2 separate regions of the Neogale vison genome follow, and region 1 is linked to region 2. A link is a contact called in public Hi-C data. All regions are on one chromosome and are shown on one strand. Each heading gives the region's core, a stretch centred on a gene start, on an enhancer-like site or on the middle of the called end of the contact. The rest is flanking DNA. Distances are from core to core; before and after follow the strand shown. Region 1 has its middle 210 kb from the start of TPRG1. Region 2 has its middle 270 kb from the start of BCL6.

What was found. A called contact is a pair of places that touch in the nucleus more often than the background predicts.
Region 1: a Hi-C map of muscle shows a contact between it and region 2, with 14 times the contacts expected there. The contact joins two enhancer-like sites. A contact is called at or near these places in 2 of 3 Hi-C or Micro-C datasets (fibroblasts and muscle).

Annotation. Positions count from the first base shown.
Region 1 is chr6:111,245,260-111,249,260 of ASM_NN_V1, reverse strand. No RefSeq gene overlaps it. Among named protein-coding and RNA genes, the nearest start is that of TPRG1, 210 kb to the left of the region's middle. Within about 2 kb of position 2,285, the one cell type or tissue checked has open chromatin away from gene starts, as enhancers often do. A contact at or near this core is called in fibroblasts, where this site is marked.
Region 2 is chr6:110,430,611-110,434,477 of ASM_NN_V1, reverse strand. No RefSeq gene overlaps it. Among named protein-coding and RNA genes, the nearest start is that of BCL6, 270 kb to the right of the region's middle. Within about 2 kb of position 1,562, the one cell type or tissue checked has open chromatin away from gene starts, as enhancers often do. A contact at or near this core is called in fibroblasts, where this site is marked.

The DNA.
Region 1 (4,001 bases), core at 1,036-3,535, 810 kb before region 2:
CATTTACTGAGTCTTATTAATGGGCAAGGTACTAGGATAGAGCCCCTTAGTAAGGTGACCATATATCATCCAAACTAGAGCACTTAAGGGAGAAAAGGGAGCTATTAAGAATGATTCCAGCAAAATAGCCATTAACTCGGAAGATGAAGCAGGGTATATGGGTGCGTAAACCTTCAGAGTTGAGGTCAACAAGAAAGGATCCCTATCCATGGAGAAATCTCCCCTCCTGAAGAAGGATACAATAATCACATCAATGCCATGACCCAGAGCTAGCTGCTTATACTGAGACCTTATGGAAGACCCCAAGAAGAGTTGAAGGAGAAAGAGAACACAACACCTCTAGAGATGAGAATTGGTTTTGAGGGATGCAAAAGATTTGAATGTGTGGCAATGAGAAGCCAAAAAGCCTTCCAGGTATTTGAAAAAAAAAAAAAAAAAAAAAAGGAAGCCTGAGCCAATGCAGTTGGGTGGAGAGGGCAGGGGACCAGGGGCCTCTGGGAAGCGTGGTGAGGAGCAGAGTAGATCTGTTGTGGCTGCAGAGGGAGATATAGTAAGACCAGGGAGGGATGAGGCAGAAAGGGCGTGGAGGCCCTGTTAGACTTGGTTCTAGTTTTGTGGATATCACCAGGGAGCATAAGCGGGGTGGCATGTATCAGTGCCCACGGTCTCGGACATCAGTTGAGACTACCCGGCCGTCCAGACACATCGCATAAGCTACTGCTGGTCTCTCCAGGCCGACTATCCTCCCTCCAACAAGTGAGGCAGTCTGATCATTTGAGGAACTGTGGGACCTTTTCTAGTTTCAGTACCAAGCACTTTCTCTCTCCATCCAGCTGCTAGAGAAGTGGTTTTGGACATTTGGGGGGAAGTGTCTGTTTGGCAATCCTGAGAGCTAGACAGCTTGGGGGGGTAGAATTTAGGGGCTATCCCCTGGTAAATATTCAAACTTTTGAAGTTCCTGGTGAGACCACTTTACATTCCTAATTTCCAGGAGAGCACACTCAAGTCCAGAGGAAGTCTGGAACTTGGGGCTTTCTGAAGGATAGAAGTCAAGGTAGTCCGGGAGAGTATCTGTGACACAGAGCAGAGCTCTGCAGTTGGTAAGAGACTTTCCAATGTGGGCCCCACATTTTGTGAGATAGGTCAGGAAGGTGTTATTACTGTGAACGAGTGGCATATAAAGGAATTAGGGTGCAGACACATGGGTGACTCATCCAAGGTCACAGAGCAAGTGAAGGAGGGCCTCTACTGGAGCCAGGCCATGTAGGCAAGCACCAACCCCACAGCCTGCTCTCAGAAGGGGGACAAGGGAGCAAAACCAGAGGGGAAGGAGGCATAGAAGGCAGAGCCAGTGGGAGGGAAGGAAGAAGTTAGAAGGGAGAGAATTACAGTAGAAGCTTGGCAAAACCCTTCCATCTAGTTGCGGGGACCTGAGATGGGCCTAGAACCTTCTCACTCTCCTTTTTCCTTCCGGATCCAAGAAAGTCAGGCCGAGGCTGTGCGGTAAGGAAGGGCTGCAGGCGTGTTGCTGGGCCTGCCCCATGTATACAGGGACCAAGCAGCAGGGGCGGCCGAGGGCCCGGGCCAGGAGGAGGGGCCGGGCCTGCCTTTGGTGCCTAGAAATCAAAGCAGCCAACCTTGGGCTTTTTCTTCCCCTCACACTGAGGCACTTTTATTGGCGAGATGAAGGGAGGCAGAGCGGGCCTACAATCCTCGCTTAGCTTTTGGAGGTTAATGACCCAGTTAGCAGCTCTTGGCTGCGTTTCCGACATTTTGCAGACATCAAGCCCCGCGTCTCTGCCAAGTACATTCTGTTCCCTGGAGCTCATCCAATGCATCTCAGATTACTATGTAATGCGACAAAGAGGGAGAGGTGGCTGGGAGGGGCAGCGGGAGCGGGCGGGCTGAGCGGCCGGAGGGGCGAGGGAGGGGTAAGGGGATGCCACCCTAAATATAGCTGCCCTCCTAGAGATGGAGGGCCAAGGTGCCTATTACTGCACTAGAGTGATCCCCAAGGGAGGGCACGGAGGCCTTAGGGTCCGGGAAAGAACTGAAGGAATCCTGCGGCGAGCTCACCCTGGGGGGCGGGGGGCCTGCCAGAGCCTCCGGGTGGGCGGGGAGAACGGGGGAGGGGGATCGGGGAGGGGGAGGAGCTACGGGATAGGCCCCGCCCCAAAGCCCTTCCCGCAGTTCCAGAGCTGCTGCAGCCCGCGCGCTAATTATAGACGTGAATGGAAAGCGGCAGCTTGTGAATGATCGCGTTGCTCGTGCTGCCTTTGGAGGCTGAGGAGCAGGTGCTGCCCTGCTAGATACAAAGTGATTCATTTAAAAGCCCTCTGTCCCGCGAGCACACTCACGGACGACAGGAATCCTCTAGTTCTCTCCTTCCACTGCCCAGAGGTGGATTCCACTATTGGTTTTAAGAGTCCTGGATCTGGGGATCCGGACGGTGAGAGGCTGGAGTTTCCCATCTCTTTCCTCCCATCTTTACAAATCTCCCCGTGGGTGAGAAGAACCCCCACGCCTTTTCAAGCTGTTGGGAAGTAGTATCTTGTTTTACAGATGGAGAAATTGAGGCTGGGACAGAAGCAGGGATGTGCCCCGCCCCCCGCCCCATGCACACATCCTGGGGCGCATGGTGAGTCAGTGTGAGCTATTTGCCTTACCAAGTGGGAACCTGAAGCAGATTTCACTTCAGTAACATTCATTTCCAGGCATGGATCTTTGGCATAGGATCATCCCCTTCCCTATCCTGCCTCAGCTTCCCCTCTTCCCCGCCCCCCATCCCGCCACTGCCACCAGGAAAACTTGCTAATGCTAGCTGATTCTCATTGGGAGGTTTAAGTTCCGGGCCTGGAAACTGGGTGAAGTGAAAACTATGCCCATTTTCCTGTCGGTTATGTGTGAGTCAATCTGATGTGCCCTCCATCAGCATAATCCTGTCATGAGGAACTCCAGAGGAGGCAAAATGCAGCCTTTTCTTCCTCCTCAGCATCTCACATGCACCCAGCGCTCAGATGCCACATGATCTCATGAACATCACCACGGAACCCAGGCCACGCAAGCACAGCAAAAAGTCTCATCACCATTTTACCAAGGGTTTGGAAGGTGGAGGAGACTTGCTCTCGGTCATCTGCTTGTAGTAGCCAGTTTGAGAGCCAAACCCAGGACTCCAACCCGCATGCTGCGCTGTGCCTAGTTCTCAGACTGTGGTCTGCAACAGGGGGCAGGGATCCACCTCGTCCTAAAGAGAGGTTGTGCTAAGAAGCCTGGTGATCTCCCACTTGGCTGCTGGCCTTCTCTCCTCAGAGGCTCCCACGCCCCCTTCCTCCATCCTAAGCCACAGTAGACAACTGGGTGTGAACAGCTGCCTTCTTTGGGACCGGAAGTCTCCAAACCCCTCACTGCTCTAGACTTCAAAGAACAAGGCCAATCCCACTCATCTGCTGGACCTATTTACGTTCTCCTCACCTCAGCTGATCCCCCTGGGCCTAGCTCTTTCCCTGTGTTCCCCTCAAGATGTCTACCTGGGAGCATCAAATACTACGCTGAAAAAAGAAGGAATAGATGTGAAGGATATTTTAATTATTCTTTTATTTGCCTCTTTGAAGCAAGGAGTGTATCTGAGTCTTTGTAGGTCCCCATCCAACCAGACATACAAGGGTACAGCTGACTGCACTAGCATAGCAGACACACAGAAATGTTGAAGAATCATAAAGCTTTCACATAGCTGAGGAAATGTGCATATACCGAGGCTGGCCATTGTCACGTCTCTCTGACAACACAGATCTTTGGTCAGAATCTGCAATTTGCACGTGCAGGATGAGGCTCTGCCCTGATCAGTTGTGCAATATTGGCAGGTTGCTTAATCCCTCTGGGTCTCCATTTTCTCATCTGCAAAATGGACATTATTATACCTCACAGAGTCAATGGTAAGTGGTATTGGCAGTGCTGGGCCAGGAAAGGAGGAAAATGGGTTCAAATGTGAATGGTAGTCTCTG
Region 2 (3,867 bases), core at 313-2,812:
CTTAATAGCACGGTGCTTGCAAATCACTGGCCCGATAATTTGCAAAATCCCCATTTCAGAGAGATTTGTTCTGGTTCAGAATGAAATTCTTTATTTGGAAATCGACACATCCCAGACTCAGCTTGACCAGATTTTCAGCTACTGTCTTCATCAGTCTGCCCTAAGTAGGCACTTAGGCAAGGGGAGAAGCTTTTGGTGGGCCAGAGTCTGGGGACCCCAGGTGTGGTCTAGATTATGTGTGTGACTCATGTGATGTCAGGAACACCACTTTTCTTTAAGGGAGCTCAGTTTCTTCAGCTGTGTTGAGATTGGATTAATCAGTATACTTCCAACTTCTAAAGTCACTGGATTTTTTTTTTTTTTTTTTTTTTTGAGAATGCTGTGGGAACCTAGCATGTATACATGGTGAAAGGGGTGGGGCCGAGGGCTCAGAGCCCCTTCGTTTAATCCATTCTTGTGGCCAGGGGACCCATGCGTGGATGCTAGTGTAGAAACCATTGGATAACTTCTAAAGGCCCTTCCAGCTCCGACACTGACCTTGAGAGACCAGTAATGTCTTCAAGAGGGATTTTAAGCCCCTGAGGAGTTGCAGTGAGCACAGAACTCAGGATGTGGAACTGGGTGGACAGGAAGAGGGGTTGTGACGGGGTAATAAAGAGGAAAATGTGGGGTGGAGGGTAGTATGGGATGGGGCACCGCACTTTACAGTTTATGAAGTATTTGCACATCCATCGTTTGTCTCTTCTGAGTTTGCCCAACCCTGTATATTCAGGCGATTACACAAGACCTCAAAGGCAGCCCCGTTCCTGGCCGTAGAGTTCAGGAACTTAAAGAGGAAGAAGAGACCATTTGAGCCTCAAGGAGCTTACCATCCACTAAAGGAAAAGGCACGTAAACAAATCACTGTCACGGGCAAACAGCAAGCCTCTAAGAGAGGTGCTTGCAAACGCTGAGGAGAGCAAGAAAGGCCACATTTCTCCAGGGAAGGGAGGAAGGGGGTCGTTCCCTGGGCCCTGAGCTCTGGCAGCTTGAGGAGACATGGCTCCTGGGGGCGAGGGGAGGAGTCCCAGAAAGCTGGTCCTGGGGTAGGGGAGCAGAGGTGAAGCCTTAAAGGTAACCTGACTGGGAAGGGCTTTGAAGGCGATGCAAAGAATCTAGAACCTGTGGCACTTGGAATCTGTTCCCTAGATGAGGAAGCAGCCTCCGAGTCAGGACCTTGGCCTGAGCCACCCCCCTGTCCGGAAGGGAGCTGCGGGGCTCCCCCTACCACCCCAGCCCTGTGTCTTGGTGCTCCTTCTGCTACCCTGTGCTGCCTCCAGCAGGCCTGAGCTGAGGCAGGCCGCGCGTGGGAGAGGCCTCCGGGCTGTTTATCCTGTTCGCTGGGGCTGGCCCTGGCCCCGAATGGAAGTGGGTGGGGTGGGGGCCCTGGGGGGGGGAGGGGCCTGCCAACAAGGGCTACATTCAAGGCCTGCACTGGAGCCGGGGCGAGGAGAATGGAAAGCTACAGTCTGTCGGAGCGGCCAGCCTTGGCAAGGCGGCCGGGGCCTTATAAGGAAATGTTGTTCTCTCTGAGCCAGTGGGGCTGGGACGGAGCCCTGGGCCCACAGGACAGAGCTGCCCTTGTGGTGGTAGGCCGGGGGTGCCAGCCGCCCCTGCGCTGGGAGCCTGGGCTCTCAATGGGCCACTTCTGCGGGCTCAGCATTCCCTCACAGCCCCCGCGAGTGAGGGGGCCCCCACCCCCTCCACGCCTTCACTCCCCAGCGCCCTGGGCTGATTGGAGGAAAGGAAAAAAACAAAACAAAACAAAGACTTGGCCAGATCCCAGGCCTCATTGCTGTTTGATGCTGAATTACCCAGAACGCAGGCTCAAGTCAAATTCTCTTTTCCCTGAAGGAATCTTGAGTAAAGGGATCACTCTTTGCCCTCTTTCCCTTCCCTGCACCCTTGTCTGTCTCCTCCTCCTTGTGATCACAGAACGGGCAGGGCTGGGCCCTGTTCTGTGCAGAAAGGCAGGATCTGAGACCCCGCAAAGGAAGACACCCGCAGGAAGGCAAGGGCTGCTGGGGCAGCTCTCGGAGGAGAAGGGCGACTCTCTTCACCCTTGTTACCTGGGTCTGGGGGGACAGAGGGCCTGAGAGACACAGCAGAGCCAGAGGAAAAACCGAGCCAGCCCAGGAAGCAACAACAGAAGAGAGTGTCAGCATTAGTCAGCTCCTGGAAGGAGCGCCTTTCCACAGCATGCCATGAGGGCTGATTTAAAGTATTGATCCCTCAGGGATGTCCCTGAACCCGAGATTAGGATAGGAGCAGGAAAGATGCTTAGTGTGGCCTTTTGCTTTGCCTATTCATAGACTCATAGATACACGAAACCCTGGAGTTAGGAGGGAACAGGTCAGCCAGCCCGGCTCTGCACCTGGAACAAACGTGGCGGACTTTCAACCAGCCTGTGCTCTCCCAGCGACTGTGAACTTGCTCCCTCTGGTCAGTCTCCGGTATCTACAGGTGACCCCCTGCATGTCAGCCACCCTGAGGACACAGTCTAGGGCAAAGCTCTGAGAGGCACACAATGAGCCAAATACAAGGGAGAAAGTAATACGTCCTAGCAAAAACACAAAGATGCTCTTAAGAGTTGTGATGAGGGAGAAATTCCTCGTGACTAGATGTACAGAGCGGTGGGCAAGAAAAGGTCTTGTCGGAGAGATGGCATTTGGGGTGAAGAAAAGCTGAGTTCACAGAGTGACATATGAGAGCCTGGAAAACGGGGGAGTGGCCGGCATGAACCGGCCCGGGATGGTGGCAAAGCTAGATGCTTGTTGGGCATCTGCAGGGAGACGGGCATGGCTAGGTGTGCACAGCTGGGAGACAAGGGAGCTAAGGTTGGCAGATGGGTTAGCACCAGAGTTTGGAGGCTCTGGATGCCAGAGGGAGAAGGAGATTCAAGTCCAAGACAGCTGGGAGTCTCCGAAGTTCTGAGCATCAGAGAGCTGTGACCAAGGCAGTGACTCTGGCAGTGGGGCCTGGGAGCAGGTGCAGCAGGAACCGGAGGGAGAGGCATCCTTTTCTAGCTTCACTTCCCCAAAAAGTTCTCCTTCCCCAAGCAGAGCTCTAGGTGGGCCACATTCCCCTTCCCAGGGTCTGGAGGCCTAGTGCTCCCTGCTGCCACCTAGATCCCAGGATGTCAAGTGCAGCAGGGGCTTAGTGGCGCCTTTTGGAACAACCAGTGACCGTTCCCCCAGGGCAGGATCAGGCCTGGCGCTTTGGTTCGTTTCTCTTTTTGAGTTGACGCTTTTTGTTCACAAAGTCATTCTGTTCAGATGGGTTTAAGAAACCTAATCCTCAGTGGTTTCTGGCAGAAGGTTATCAAAGAACACCCTGGGTTAATAGGCAAAGACGCCGTGATGCCATCACAGCTCCAAGAGTCTGGCCTTCTTTGGGCATCCACTGTTCGCACACTTGTGCTAGTCTCAATGCTGCTAATAGCTCTGTGGCCGCCTCCCTGTTCTCCCTTCTATTACTGCCTTCCCTTCCTTTCAAGGCCGGTGTCCACGGAGGCACCATGGCACCAAGGGGGCCAGGGTCTCTGCTGGGAGGAGAGCAGGAGTCACCCCGCTGGTGGGGAGCCTGAGGCCATCTGGTCCTGGGCTCTGAGGCATGACTATGAAGGGCCCGTGCTCCCTCCTGTGCCTGGCTCCTGCCTCCCCGTCTTGAGGGCTGAACTGGAGGAACCAAGGCTCTGACTCTTGGTAGCTTCCCACCAAGTTTCCCTTGGGGCCACAAGGCAGACAGGGAGCCTGGGGGCCTCAGAGAGAGTATTAGTCTGGGATATCCAATAGATAGAGCTCATTTTGAACTTGTGTTTGAGGATCA